4 separate regions of the Mus musculus genome follow, and regions 2, 3 and 4 are each linked to region 1. Evidence: chromatin contacts called from public promoter capture Hi-C data. All regions are on one chromosome and are shown on one strand. Each heading gives the region's core, a stretch centred on a gene start, on an enhancer-like site or on the middle of the called end of the contact. The rest is flanking DNA. Distances are from core to core; before and after follow the strand shown. Region 1 holds the start of 1110002L01Rik (RIKEN cDNA 1110002L01 gene). Region 2 holds the start of Mfsd2b (major facilitator superfamily domain containing 2B). Region 3 holds the start of Itsn2 (intersectin 2). Region 4 holds the start of Ncoa1 (nuclear receptor coactivator 1).

Region 1 (3,512 bases), core at 493-2,992:
AATTAATTTAATGTATGCAAATACACTGTTGCTATCTTCAGACACACCAGAAGAGGGCATCCGATCCCATTACAGATGGTTGTGAGCCACCATGTGGTTGCTGGGAATTGAACTCAAGACCTCTGGAAGAGCAGTCAATGCTCTTAACCACTGAGCCATCTCTCCAGCCCCCACACACATCTTTTTAAAGAGAAAATAAAACGTATAATTCATAAAGGTTCAGTTATTAGAACCCACTATGTTGTCCACTATTAAAGAGGTTGAAATGCTACTAATGCTTGATGAAACTTCAATTTCTCCTTAAGGTTTCTTTTCTTCGTAAATACACGTTTTAAATTTTTCAAAACAATGTTTCTCACAAATACTCATTGCTAAATGACTTTTAAATTCCATATAACAAAATTGGAGTGAGGGGCACTAATCACAACTTCATTGGTCCGGTCCACTTTCACTTTAACTTAAAAAAGAAGAAAAGAAATGAAAAGAAAAGAAAAGAAAAGAAAAGAAAAGAAAAGAAAAGAAAAGAAAAGAAAAGAAAAGAAAAGAGGAGGGGAGGGGAGGAGAGAAAAGGAAAGGAAAGGAAAGGAAAGGAAAAAGGAAAGGAGAAAAAGAAAGCCAATAAACTACACGTCCCACCATGCATTGCAGCCTTACTCAGAGTAGGTCTCTACGGAAACAGAAAAAAAAATTCTGAGTCCCACCTGTTACTTCGTTTCTAAACACCTCCTGCACTTTCAGCTCTCACAGCAAACACAAAAGCCTCGTGACCTCACATTGGCTCCCGGAGCAAGATAAGCGGGGGCCCCGGTCTGGCAGCACCTCTGCCTCGACAGGAGAACGCCACCGAGCTCAAGCGCTCCCCTCTCCTTTCCGGGGCTGGAAGCACGCACAAACCGCCTCCTGTCTGCATCCAATCGGGGCTCTCCGAGGCGCACAAGGGAGAAGAACCGGTTACTGGGCAAGCACAACACACAGGGCCGAGACAAGGGGTAACAGTGTAGGGGCGACAGCGACATGACCCCGAAAGGCAACCTCACAACACCGAGGAGGTCCAGTCGTAGCCACCGCGAGAAGTCGCAGTCGCGCGACGGATTCCTCGCGCCGACGCCTCGGTCTCCTCACGGCTCTCCAACGCGCCCGTAACTGCCGCTCTCTGCGCGCGCTTTCCTGATCCTCAACCCGGTCGCGGGGCCAAGTGACCTCCCTTGCCTTGCGACGGGTGGCCGGCGAGAAAACGAACTCCTGCCAGCCTTTCTCTCTGCTCCCTCCTCCTTACCGTCTTGGCGGCCTCCGCCCAGGTCCTGCCCTTCTTCCTACGGCCCTTTTCCCTCATGTCGGTTCTGACTGACTGGGAGGCTTCCGTGCCCCGGCTCCGGCTGCGTTCCCTCGCCTGCTGCGCCCTGCACTGCTTTTCCCGCGGTGCCAGGAAAGGTGGGAGAAAGGGGAAGTCGGACCCGAGAAGCAACTCAGCGAGCAAGCGGCCGCGGAGGCGCGCAGTGGCGGGGGTAGGGGGCTCTACGGGGTGGCCGGTCCTGCTGCCGCTGCCACTGCTACCGCCGCTGCCATATTGGGTTCTTACTGTACAAGCAGCTTCTGTGGTCACGTGACCCCTGCCGCGCGGCCGTCACTACTGTACGCTGCAGGCCGCGCGAACGAGCGCGCACTTGCGCGCGCCCCCAGCCTCGGCGTCGGACCGGCAGGCTGCAGCAGTTAGCCACGCCCCTGCACTTCCGGTGTCTCCGCATCGAGCCCTTGCGCACGACGGAGGGCGGCCCATGGTCTGTGGGTCGGATGTCTGGCGGTCACACCCGCCGGGAAGATCTTCTGGCGGAAACAGAATCTGCTCCTTTCGGGAAAGGCTGATTGCGCGGTTACGTGCAGCGTGTGTTGAGGAGTGGCTCTGGAAACTTAAAGAGCCCGACGATCAAGTGATCTTGCCAACTACCGTTTTAATCAGCATGTTTTATTTTGTTGTGGTACAGGCTCAGGTAAGGCGGACCTTAAACTCCGAACTTCTGTCTCCCATTACTGGTAATTACAGGCATGCATCGTCTTGTCCTCAAGTTCATTTTTTACAAAGCTTATCTTTTTGAAGACGTACCGCGTGCAGTTCTTGTCTATTATTAATCTGATTAATAGATGAGACAGGTTAGATTGATTTACCAACTCTCTAGTATAGGATGTGAATATACCAAAAACTAAGTTGTTAGCTACCAAGCCTTGTCTCGCAAAGTAAATAGACCTTTTTTAGGCCAACAGAAACCACGTTTATGGCTCAGAGGATAAGTGCACTGACTATTCCGGAGGTTCTGAGTTTAATTCTCAGCAACCACATGGTGGCTCACAACCATGGGATCCGATGCCCTCTTCCGGTGTGTCAGCTACAGTGAAGACAGCTACAGTGTACTCATACATAAAATAAATATTTTTTAAAAAGGAGTTTAGAAATCGCATTGTGTTTTTACATGTGATTGGTATCATCAAAGAAGTATGTTTTATCTCCCTTGGCACAGAGCCTATATGTATCAGGAATCCGTTAAATATTTGTTGAATGGTTCAGCTATGTCTAGTCAAGAAACTATTCACTCTTCATAATGTCAGTAACACCCTCCTGAATATCCAGAACATTTTATCTCTGATTATCTGTTCTTGTAAACAACATAGAGGAGAATGCACAGCGGCTAGGGATGTGGCTCAATGCAAGCTCTCCGCCTCCCATGGGTACTGGGGATTGAGCCTGCAGGCTAGCATAAGCCTTCTACCACTCAGCTGTACTCCAGCCATTCTGTTGTTTTTACATAGGCAGCGTCCCCCTAAATTATCCAGACTGTTCTTGAATTCGTTCTGTAGCTTAGGCAAGTGTACACGGATTTCTATCTTCATGCACACCAGAAGAGGGCATCAGATCTCATTACAGATGGTTGTGAGTCACCATGTGGTTGCTGGGAATTGAACTCAGGACCTCTGGAAGAGCAGTCTGTGCTTTTAACCGCTGAGCCATCTTTCCAGCCCCCAGCTTCGGCAAGTTTTGACCTTGCAATCCAAATTATTCAGCCTCCATAGTACCGGGGATTGCAGGCCTTCACCATGAAGGCACATCTCTAGTGATAACCTGTTGTCTAGAATGTAGGCGCTCCCTAGATGGGTTTCAGCAGTTCATAGAACTCCTTACTATTGGCAATATTTTCTCTGTCAAAATATTTTCTGTGTCATGGTGCATCCTTGTCATCTAAGCACTAAGAAGATTAGAAGCTTGGGTTATCCATAAGGTCTGCTACAGAGCAAGTTCCAGGCTGTCCTTCAGACACTGTCTCAAAAAAGAACCATCAACAGTGTGTGTGTGTGTGTCTGTGTGATAAATGTGGATTCCTTTTTTTGCTTTTTAAAAGGCCTCTCACCGGGCAGTGGTGGCTCACGCCTTTTAATTCCAGCACTTGGGAGGCAGAGGCAGATGGATTTCTGAGTCCGAGGCCAGCCTGGTCTACAGAGTGAGTTCCAGGGCTGCCAGGGCT
Region 2 (3,512 bases), core at 292-2,791, 1.4 Mb before region 1:
GCCTAATTGCGGTACTAATCTCTCAGAGTAGACTTTTTACAGGAAAAACCAGGTTCAAAGGTTTAAAGAGCAGGGAGGGGAGCAGTTGGCTCACTAAGCAAAGTGTTATCAGCTAACCTTTAGGCTGATTGGTCCTGGGTTAGGTAAAGGGGTTAGTGGATGGGTGCAGGAGAATTGCAGAGCTTTGGGATAGCAGCACAAGAATTATAACTTTTGGTTTATTAGTAGCAGCAACAAAAACCACATACGTACATGCAGTGCTCACATATGTATGTATGAGCTCATAGGGAGGTGCAGGAAGGGCTGCCTCATGGTCAGCTCTGACTCTAGCTATTTCAGATATAACAGTTAATATTGAACTTTGATGGCCATGTAATGCTTTGTGGAATTTCTTTTTCTTTTCTCTCTTTCCTTTTTATTTTTTAATCTCTTAAGATCAGCAAACCTCATATAGAACATTCAAAATATACAGAACAAAACACAAAACAGGGTATGTGGTTAGCATGGCCTTGAGCCAAGTCACTTCTCTGTGTTGGTGATTGACAGGTATGAAACAAAATGGCTAAAGCTATTTTGGGGGTGGGGTGGGGTGAGCAGACCATACCAAGCACACCGAGGAGAGGAATCCAAAGATCCAGTGGCCTCCGAAGTCCATCTCCAAGAGAATGTAACGCCGCAGCACATCAAAGTTGACACATTGGAAATCTTTCTCTTAAGTTGGCTGGCCCTAGCCGGGCGTGGTGACGCACGCCTTTAATCCTAGCACTTAGGAGGCAGGGGCAGGGGGATTTCTGAGTTCGAGGCCAGCCTGGTCTACAAAGTGAGTTCCAGGACAGCCAAGGCTACACAGAGAAACCCTGTCTTGGAAAAAAAAAAAAAAAAAGTTGGCTGCCCAGCCCCTTTACTCCTAGGAGGAATTTTTTGGGTTTTGGGTTTTTTTCCCCCCTTGGGGGTAGGGGTCGACTAATTTCTGGGACCCATTGTTTCAGTAGTCTGATAATACAAGGAAGGATAGTCACACTATTTTCTTGTTAGGTGTTTATACAGTGTGGTCTTTTGCCTTTTGAAAGTATGTCCTGGGTGAGCTATCACACCCACCACACTTCATTCACCCTCCAGGACTTGGTGGCACAGCTGTAGTTGCAAGTCCCCTATAGGAAAAGCCTGGGAAATGTGTAGTTCGGGCTGAGTCCACTCAGCCACAGTTTTAATCTGGACAAGTGAAGTGCTTTATTTAAATAGGTTTATTTGCTGGCTTTCACCCAAGGCGGGGTTAGCTGAGGGTTTCTGTCTACAACATGTCTGCCAAGAAACAAACAAGATCGTCCCTGAGGACTTGACCGCTTTTTCCCAGGTGTATGGAGATTGGAGTTCCTCCTTGGAGAGGAGGACCCGAAGCTTCGAGGTCCTGGGTATCCCCACACTGCTGCCTCAGGTGGCACGCGGCTACTAGAGCTCCCGGAGGGCGGGCTGCCTGCACAATGGGACCACGCCCACTTGGCCAGATCCACCCTCCCGATAGTGACTGCGCTGCGGCAGCAGTCGGAGCTTAACAGCCACGGGATGTCGGTGCCCCATGGACCCACCCCCGCTCCTGTCGCAGAGCCTCACACCCAGGAGCCAGGCTCGGTGAGCGTCAGGGTGGGAAGAGGGAAGCCGGGCTACTCAGCGCTCCCAAGAGCAGGGAAGAACCTACCACAGCACTTTGTCCAGTTGTTGGGTAGTGTGTGGTTTGGCGCCACTGGGACACCCCAGAGAAAATAGGAAGGCATCCCAAGTCCTAGTGTGAAGTAACACAGCTTTATTCAAGTAGGCAGGCTGGAAGGACCAGATCTCCAGTGTCCTGACTGCAGATCCTCCTGGAGGCTTCTTAGCCCAGCGAAGGGAGCTGCCTCCTTTCCCCAAACTCCTGGTAGCTCCGGTTGACTTAGCCTCCCTCCGAAATTGTGGTGCTCGCCAGGTACCAAGTTCTCCTTAGAGGATTCTCCGGATGCCCAGGCAGGGGCTTGAGAGATTTGGGTAGAGGGGAGATGGGAACCCAAGGTCCTTAGACCCTCTGCGTTCTCTTCGTGGCAAAAAGTGGCCCTCAGTTGGGAGACCCCGTGCCTAGGTGTGCCTGTAGTCTCAGTACCTGACTGGGGAGGCTAAGGCAGGAAGATTTCTTGATGTTCTGGGAAATATAATTAGAGCTATCGCCTTAACAGTTAGGAAAAGTGGATGAGTAAGAGACATGGCCCGGTGGCTGCAGATCTCAGATGGTAAGATGGTACTGGGGGTGGGGTGGGACCTCACCTCTCCCAGAATTTAGAGAACTGAGGTGATATGTGATATTAATGGAAAAAGGAAAAGAAACCTAAGACTGCCATGAAGCAGCAGTGTTTGACTACGTTAATAATGCTATGAGGTGCATGTCTTCATTTTGCTTATCAAGCAACAAGTTCCGCAGGTCACACAGCCAGTTTGTTCGCTCCATGTAGTGTAGTGTAGATTCCATGGACTCTATGGGGCTGATGGGGTAAGGAGACCCAGCATCACTCAGTGTGTGAGTCTGTCTCATGTCAGTTTCAGCTGGAGTTTGTTGTAACGGCCTTTCTATTATCTCAAACCTCCACAGGCCCATTTAGGGTAAACAAGAGACTCATTAAAGGATGGGAATCCGCTCACACTGGATTCTGCCTGTAAAGTTTTTCTGGCAGTTGCAATGATGTCCACACAGATGTCAGAAGAAGAATACATCCAGCCTTGAGTGTGGTTTTTCTCCTAGGGTAGGAAATGTGTGAAGTTTGTGATATGCCTTATCTAGGAAGACCTTTCCCTTCCTCACAGCCTGCCTGTGGTGGTGTCTACAAGATACTGAAATGGACGAAGTCCACACTCCCTCCCACCCCACTCTGCCCCCAAAGGATGAAAAAAATAAAATGATTCCTAGCCTTAGTTGAAGATTACTTTACAGCATCCTCATAGCCATTCACTGCTTAGAAACATTGAGCACCTACTGTCCGCTTGGGAACTAGAGGCTCCACAGTGAGTGAAAGGGCTTACTTACATAGCGCTGGGGAGGGGTGGGAAGTAATCGAGAGTATACCAGCCAGCTGGGCAACCTGGGGTGTCAGGAATGCCTCTAAACTCATACCCGAATGGTGAGCAGTCAGCTCTTAAAAGACACAGACATACTTTCCAGAGAAAAAAAAGCAATGGTCTCAAGGGGTTTGAACAATAAGAAACTCCCACCAACAACAAAAAAAAAAAAAGCTATTGAAAGGAGAGGCAGAATAGACGTGGAGTGGGCTCCTGCAGGCTGTCTTGAGGACTTGGGCATTCGCTAGACAAGAAAGGCAAGTTGTGGGTTTTAAGCAGAGAACAGCCATGGTCTGCTTTATAGTCAAAGAACACTGCCCACTGCAGGAGAGTGGGATGGCTGCAAAGGAGCCACTTAGGGGCTCACCTGATAGCTGTGGCAGGGGGACTGCAAAAGAGGAACCAAGGTGACCAAGGTTTGTGGCCTGAGCTAC
Region 3 (3,512 bases), core at 643-3,142, 1.2 Mb before region 1:
GGAGATACACTGTGATACTAAAGGAAGTTTAGTGGGTGATGCACAATACATATTTTTTTATCAGAAGGATGGAACTCTGTGAAACTCTAGATTGAAGATGAATCAAAACTAAATATCTTGAGATTTCATGCCCCTGGTAGCAGACAGCATGCTGAGAATATGTAAAATGGTCGTTTTACTCCTTAATACACACACACACACACACACACACACACCTCTAAAATTTCTAAGATTATATAAAAAAATGTCCACTTTGTATAGGATAAAATGACCAAAATAAATTCTTGAAAAATTCTCTAAGTTTGGGCAAAAGGTGTGTGTTACTCTGTTTTTGTAAAAATGCATTTTTAAAGTACAAATCCAATCCCCTGAATGTACATATCTCCTCACACTCAGGAAATATCGGGATTTGAGCCTTTGGATATGTTGAACATTTTTTTAACTTCGTTAAATGGTTACCAGCATTACTTGGAACAGCAGCAGCACACCAGTCATAAGAATAACCGCCAACGTAATGGCAAGCACATAACTGAATTTTGCAGGCCTCCCATCAACTTGTATAAATGTTGTAGGCCATGTTTCTAGATTGCTTTTAGGTTTTAGCACTGGATGACAATACAGCAAACCGTGAAAGGGAAGTTAGCAATTTCTCAAAGGCTTAAGCACCTAGTTTGGCCTCCAGTCTGTACTACCTAAACTAAGCTAACAACACAAAATTCCAAGTGACACCTTGCGTCCCCTGAGGAAGTAGGAAACGCCGTGAAACAGACAAGAAGCACGGAGTACGGCAGTAATTTCTGTGTCAACTTGAATTCCTATTGTAAAGTAGCTGGGTCTATCCAAAATGTTCCTGTTCGTTATGAATGCAAGTTTCAAATGAGTGTATTTGCCACGGACAATCACTGAATAACACAGAGCATGACCAATACCTGCAAACAGTGTCTTTCAGCAGAATGAAACTTGCAGCCTCGGTTTACCTACTCACTATGCACTTGTAGGTGCCTCTTCTCCCTTAAATAAGCAGTGAACTTTGGCTACAGAGACTCCTCGCTGTGCTTCCTATATATACCCTAGAAATGCATAATGCAGAAGTCAGCGCTTAACAGTTCTCAACTTTAGCTGTTATAACGCGAGCAGTGGACGCCAAGCATCCGCCCACTGTCCTCTCGTGACTCCGGCTACTTTGACGCACCGGGATGCGGCTCACCTGACACTCTGCAGCAACCCTGACCAAGGAGGAAAAAGAAAAGAAAGGAAGAAAGAAAGAAAAGAAAAGTCAACTAAGCCAAAATAAAATAGGTCCCCAAGGCAACGCGCACCCAGCCCAGATGCCCCTAAGGAAAGCCCGGAACCCGGTCGCCACCAGCGATAGGCGGAGGCCGTCACCTGCCAAGCGAGGCCGCGGCAAGGGGCCCGGGCTTCCCGGCCTCTGAGAGGAGCGGCCCGCCCGCCCCGCGGCGGAGGCAGGAACCCCGGGGCCGGAGGTTTCCGCCCGGCACGGCCGTCCTCGGCCGGGGCCTAGGGCGGGGGCCGCACGCGCTTCCGAGGACTGAACCCGGCGGTGCGCGGCGCGCAGCCCCCTCTGCCCGGCCCGTGGAACCCCGGGGGCGGCGGCGGCCGCACCTGCCCCGCGCCCCTCGGCCGCGCCGACGGGCGGCTTCACCCACCTGGCGCCTCGCGCACGTCCCGGCGCGACCCCGCGCGCTCCTCGACACCGGCGCGTGGGCGCGGCCAAGCTCCGGGAAGACCCTGCCGTGCCGCGGCCGCCGCCGCCGGGTCAGTCGTCAGGCCGGCCGCAGCGAACCTGTTGCGCAGCCTGTCACGGCTGCTGGGCTCTCAGCCGGCGCCGCCTCAGCCCCACAACAACATGGCGGCCGCGGCCTCCGCAGGAAGCCGGGGGGCGGGGAGGCGAGCGACGGGCGGGCAGTGACGGCCCGCCCGCCTAGCCGCGGGACACCTACTCCTCACCGTGGGGAGCGTGACACTGCGTGGCGCTCCTCCTCGCCCCCGGAACCGTGGAAGGCGTGGGCCGAAATGCTTCTCCTCCCGCCAGGTCCCGAAGCTCCGCGGCTGACAGCCCTTCCAGGAGCTGCCAAGACCCCCCACCTGGCTCCTCCTCTTCGAGGTGACTTGCCGGGGACTGGGTGGGACATTTCCTGCCACAGGACCCTAAGGTTTTGGAAAGGGCCAAGAGATGTCCAGGACATCCCCGTTGGACCACACATGGAGCTTGCTGTCTCTCAAGCTGGAACCTTCTTATTCACTGAAGGTCTCTTCGTTAACATGTGAGCAAGCCTTTCCTGAGAATGGGGAAGTTAGAGGTGCAAAGGAGTTGCCTCCACCTTTGCTGCAGATCCTTCTCAAGGACTCTCCTTAAAGGATTTTACCACACCCAAGAGTTAGCTGTCCATTCACCATCACACACACACACACACACACAGAGAGAGAGAGAGAGAGAGAGAAAGAGAGAGAGACAGAGACACAGAGACAGAGACAGAGACAGAGACTGAGAAAAAGCATCCCTCTGTTCACACACAAGAGCAAGCTCATGACAGACAGGAAGACCGTCCCGGACTTTTCTGCTTGCAGAAGCTAAACATCCTTACCCATCTAATAGGAGAAACTCATACTTAGAACTTATTTCTATTCTGTGGTTTCCTCACTCAAATCACCATTCTTTATCTGCTGTTTGACAGAGGCAACAGCACCCCCTGGACAAAAAAAAAGCTTTCTTAAGGTTGAGGATGAGGAAATGATGGTCCCTAATGGGCAAAATGGGAGTGTAAGGTTTCCATGGAAGGAAGTGTACTGAGATGCAAAACTCATAACGTAAACTGGTGCGTGCCTGTAACCCCTGCACACAGAGAACGAGTCGCATCAGTCTGACTGCTGAGAAGGATTGTGAATTTGAGGTCAGTCTAGGCTATATAAAAATTGTTTTTTAAAAATCCCATAAATAAATGGATGTTTTCAAACATTAGTATCCCTATGATTTCAATTGAAATGTGAGAGATATGTGTAGATCAGATGACCCCAGGCTTCACTGACCCCTGTTGGGGCTGATGCAGATAGAAAGTCTGACTTGAAAGAGATTGCGGAGATGCTCAGGGCCAACTGAACTGGACAACCAACTCTTAGGAGGAATTTAGCAAACATTGATGGTGATAAACAGGGTTTTCTTGCTCTCACGGTGTTTTCTTAACTCTTCAATTAGCCCTTGGCTTGCATTTTGGTGTTCGGGACTTGGTAACATTCACCTTGCCTTCTTTCTGTTGAGGTTGCTGGATCCTTGAGAGGAGGGCGGTGGGACGCAGGTGCATTTAAAGGCCTCCCTTGAAGAAACTGCAGAGCTATCAGAAATTGGAGTTCTGTATGTCTGCCTGCAGTATCCCAAACACTAAGTCAACAACTTGGGATTTTTTTTGTTTGGTTTTAGGGTTTTTTTTTGGGGGGGGGGGATGGTCTCTCTGTATAGCCTTGGCTGTCTTAGAACTCTCTTTGTAGACCAGGCT
Region 4 (3,512 bases), core at 495-2,994, 1.1 Mb before region 1:
GGAAGGAAAGACAATTAAACATACCCCCACGCCTCCCAAACACACAAAGGAAAAGACAAGAAAAGTGTTAGTGAAACAAAGTTCAGAGAACAGGTAGAAAGAATGAGGCACAAAACAGGAAGAGGGGAGAGTAAGAAAGGAGGGGCTAGAAACATCCAGTTAGAAAAACCAAGATAAAGTTGATGTGCCCACCACAGTTACACATCAGCAGTTCCTGAAGTCTAGTAGAGACAGGAGGACTGCCTATACTTGGCTCATTTGTAAGCACCAGAGGGCCGGACAATGCACTTTGCACAGGGTAGATGGTATTAGACCAGGAAACAGACTCCACAGGAGTAAACTAAGTAGAGATAGAGACCTTCAAGCACTTCAGCTATTAATAAGGCTGTGGATTGTGCAGGTGGTACTGTAAAGAAGGTGAGGACAGGAGCTAATCAAATGCACTAGGGTACTGACTTTGATAAGAATCAACGGAATGAACACAGGGATGGAAGGATGACTGCATAAAGGAAGGCTGAGTATGGTCTGCTGGCTGCTTTATAACTATGACCAAGACAGGAAGATGAAGGCAGCACAGGGCACTCAGCAGTAGTAGGGTGAAGGTACCTGCTTTGTGAAAGAAGTCACAGGCTGTCTCAGAGAGGGCCAGCGAGATGTCAGGTTTGACTTAGGGAAGGGACATGGAGGACTTAAGGATTTTCACAGGCTGCTTTGGGGCATCCAATGCAGGATGGGAAACAGCAGAAAACAGCATCACAAGTCAGCTAAATGAGGACAAGAACTCAGGGAAACAAAGATGACCGCACAGCACTTCCACGGCCAGAGAGAACAGTGAGTGGTACATTGCAGGTCTTGGGATAAGAGCTGCTTTCCAGATAAAGTGATCAAGGCTCAAGGAGCTGTCCTGTGGCTGCTTGATTCCTCCGGTGACAAGGAACACTACTTTTGAAAGTAGCATTTCCATTATAGAAGAAAAAAAAGGAGGTTAAAAAAAAAAAAGATGTGGGTCCCCCCTAGAGGGAAAAGATCTGTGAATGACAGACATTTTAGTCAATTCATGCAATTGTAGAGCCAGACACTGTCAGTCAGATCTTTTCATCTGCAAAAAGAAAGGGGGCAGATGATCTTTCTTTTCCGTTGTCTAATAGTCTGTGAAATCATCTAGGCAAACCACCTCTCAAATCTTACAGAACACAACACCAACAACAAAAACGAGGCCCGAGGGATGTCTCTTACTCAAAGTAAAACAACTCGCGAGTGGAAACAGGCCCAGGTCAGATTCCTCTGGGATCCCCAGGGCCTTCAGGTTGCTCCCCAACTTTCCCTAAACTATAAAGAACATCTAGAGGCCATAGGTCCCACAGCCCGCTCAGGGACGCTAAGGGACACTCTGGGGTTCGAGGCTTCCTGGCAGCAGAGAGAACTGCCCCGTGGGGAGGGTCCGTGCGGAAAGAGTTCGGGCCTCCTTTCTCACACTTCCTTAAGACTTCGGGCCCCGGCGTGCCTGCGGCCGGCAGAGGGCGCGGGGCGGCTTCACGCTGCGCGGGGCTGGAGGGGTCGCGCTGCCCGGGGCGCGCCGTCGGAGCCAGAGGGCAGCGGGGCTCTGGGCCTGTCCGCGGAGGGGGCAGGGGTGAGGGCGGAGCCGCGAGTGGGTGGGGCGGGGCTCGAGGGCGGGGCGCTGCGGGCGGGGCACGGGGGCGGGGCCGCGAGCGGGGGGGCGGCGGCGGCGGTGGCAGCGGCGGCAGCGGCGGCGGCGGCGGCGGCGGCAGCCGTGGAGGAGGAGAACATGGCGGCCGCGGAGAGCGGCTGAAATGCCTGTTCTTCAGGCCGGGCGAGCGGGAGACTGACGCGATTCACCTCGTCCTGTCGTCCGTCGGTCGGAGCGCGGCCTCAAGCCCTTCGGCTGCAGTTCGCTGCTGTTCCCTCAAGCACAGCTTGTGCCGGGGTGGTTCTGCATCCCCCTGAAGTGGGGGGACTCCTGCTCCGGAGGAGGGGGGCCGGAGAGCCGAGGCGGCGGCGGCGGCGGCGGGCCGCCTGGGCCCCGGGGACGGGCGCCGGGCCGGAGGAGCGGCGGAGTCCGCGGCGGCGCCGCCACAGTCGCGAGTGAGCGCGGCGCCGGGGAGCGCGGCCCAGAGGCGGCGGCGGCGGAGGCAGGTGAGTGGCGGCGGCGGTGGCGGCGGTGGCGGCGGTGGCGGCGGGAGCCTCGCGGTGGGTGCAGCTGTCACGAGCCGCGCGGCCGCGGCGGCCCTAGGGGGCGGGGAGCAGCCGGCGCCCTCCGTCCTGGCTTTGCTTGCTCTGGGACCCATCTCCCGCTGCCACTTTTCTCGAGTTCCCTCGCTAGCCTGGCGCGGCTGCAGGGGGCGGAGGTCGCAGCTGTCACGGCACCAGCTGGGGGCTGCTCGGGGCGAGCGGCGCGCTGCAGAGCGCCGTCCCTGCGGCGCACTCCAGTTGCCCTAGTTAGTGGAGTGCGAGCATCCGCGGAGGGCGCGCGGCCCGGGGCCGGGTGGGGAGCGGGCGCCCGGAGCCGCCGCCGAAAGGGGGAGCCGGAAGTAGGCGCGGGCGCCCCTCGGCCCCGACGAGCAAGCACGGTGACCTTGGCCAGCCTGTCAGCCTCTCTGAATCTTGTTCACTGGGACAGCGAAATGGGGGCGACCTAGGCATGCCTTTCTGTGGGTGCAGCTTTCGACGGCCCCTTTGCCTAGCCTGGCTGCACTTGCCTTTCTCCCTTTGGGACCAGGATTTCGGAGGTAGGAATGGGCGGATAAAGGAGATTTTCCTCTTGCGGCTGGAATTTGGTCCCTTTGGAAGGTTCTGCTGAAAGGACCTAGAAAGACAAGCAGCACACGTTGGTCCAACGATTGTAGGTAGGGCTGGTTAATGGTCAGTGATGGAACTTGAGCTCTCCATAGTCGCTTGGAAGAGACTCGGAGAAACTGGACACCGGGGTCCTCGGTCCTTACCACACCTCTGCGGTGGCTCGTTTAATTTTATTTGTATATACATTAAAACAAAACAAAACAAAACAAAAAGCAGTCACTCCCATGGGCCAGACACCCTGTAGTGTGACGTTGTTAGAGGAAGACGGAGGGATTGACTGTGTGTGACAAGGACAAGCCCAGGTGCTGTGGCTGAAGAGTTTGGTAGGGAGAGAAACTTTAAGCTGGGGAGTACGTTAGCCTTTCTGGCTCCTCTATCCTTATAGAGACACTGAAGAGGCGAGGCAGGTGTCCTTGTGGAGAAGGTGACTTCTCTTTTTTCTCTTTCCAAACAGTTAAGTTTTTAAATGTGAAGTGTGATGTTGGCGAGTAAAGAGTTCGTAGGTGAATCGCTGTCCCAGCACCCGATGATTGACAAGAGAAATGATGGTGATGATTTGTGAAGCATAATGCTTTTACTTCATGAAGAAATCTTTTAAGTGTCTGCATGGCAGTCCTGCAGTGAAGCCCAGACTATGTAGTAAAGTCGTAGGGGTGGATTTCAAGGGTTAAATTTGTTTGAGGTTTGCTTCCTCG

The links. Promoter capture Hi-C pulls out the DNA fragments that hold promoters and counts their contacts.
Region 2: a contact with region 1 is called in a promoter capture Hi-C map of liver, with 5 times the contacts expected there. The contact joins the promoter of Mfsd2b here to the promoter of 1110002L01Rik in region 1. A contact is called at or near these places in 2 of 39 promoter capture datasets (both in liver) and 1 of 115 datasets of contacts at active chromatin or transcription factors (embryonic stem cells).
Region 3: a contact with region 1 is called in a promoter capture Hi-C map of liver, with 3 times the contacts expected there. The contact joins the promoter of Itsn2 here to the promoter of 1110002L01Rik in region 1.
Region 4: a contact with region 1 is called in a promoter capture Hi-C map of liver, with 7 times the contacts expected there. The contact joins the promoter of Ncoa1 here to the promoter of 1110002L01Rik in region 1. A contact is called at or near these places in 2 of 39 promoter capture datasets (liver and pre-B cells).

The regions. Positions count from the first base shown.
Region 1 is chr12:3,424,977-3,428,488 of GRCm38.p6, reverse strand. It overlaps 1110002L01Rik (RIKEN cDNA 1110002L01 gene), which reads left to right and starts at 1,742. Exons shown (of 3, transcript NR_030694.1): 1 at 1,742-1,988. It overlaps Asxl2 (additional sex combs like 2, transcriptional regulator), which reads right to left and starts at 1,632. Exons shown (of 13, transcript NM_001270988.1): 1 at 1,277-1,632. The coding sequence starts at 1,333.
Region 2 is chr12:4,872,388-4,875,899 of GRCm38.p6, reverse strand. It overlaps Mfsd2b (major facilitator superfamily domain containing 2B), which reads left to right and starts at 1,541. Exons shown (of 14, transcript NM_001033488.2): 1 at 1,541-1,629. The coding sequence starts at 1,564.
Region 3 is chr12:4,591,388-4,594,899 of GRCm38.p6, reverse strand. It overlaps Itsn2 (intersectin 2), which reads right to left and starts at 1,892. Exons shown (of 40, transcript NM_001198968.2): 1 at 1,668-1,892. Gm3625 (predicted gene 3625) reads left to right here and starts at 1,169. Exons shown (of 1, transcript NR_169069.1): 1 at 1,169-3,512.
Region 4 is chr12:4,475,414-4,478,925 of GRCm38.p6, reverse strand. Ncoa1 (nuclear receptor coactivator 1) reads left to right here and starts at 1,744. Exons shown (of 23, transcript NM_010881.2): 1 at 1,744-2,154.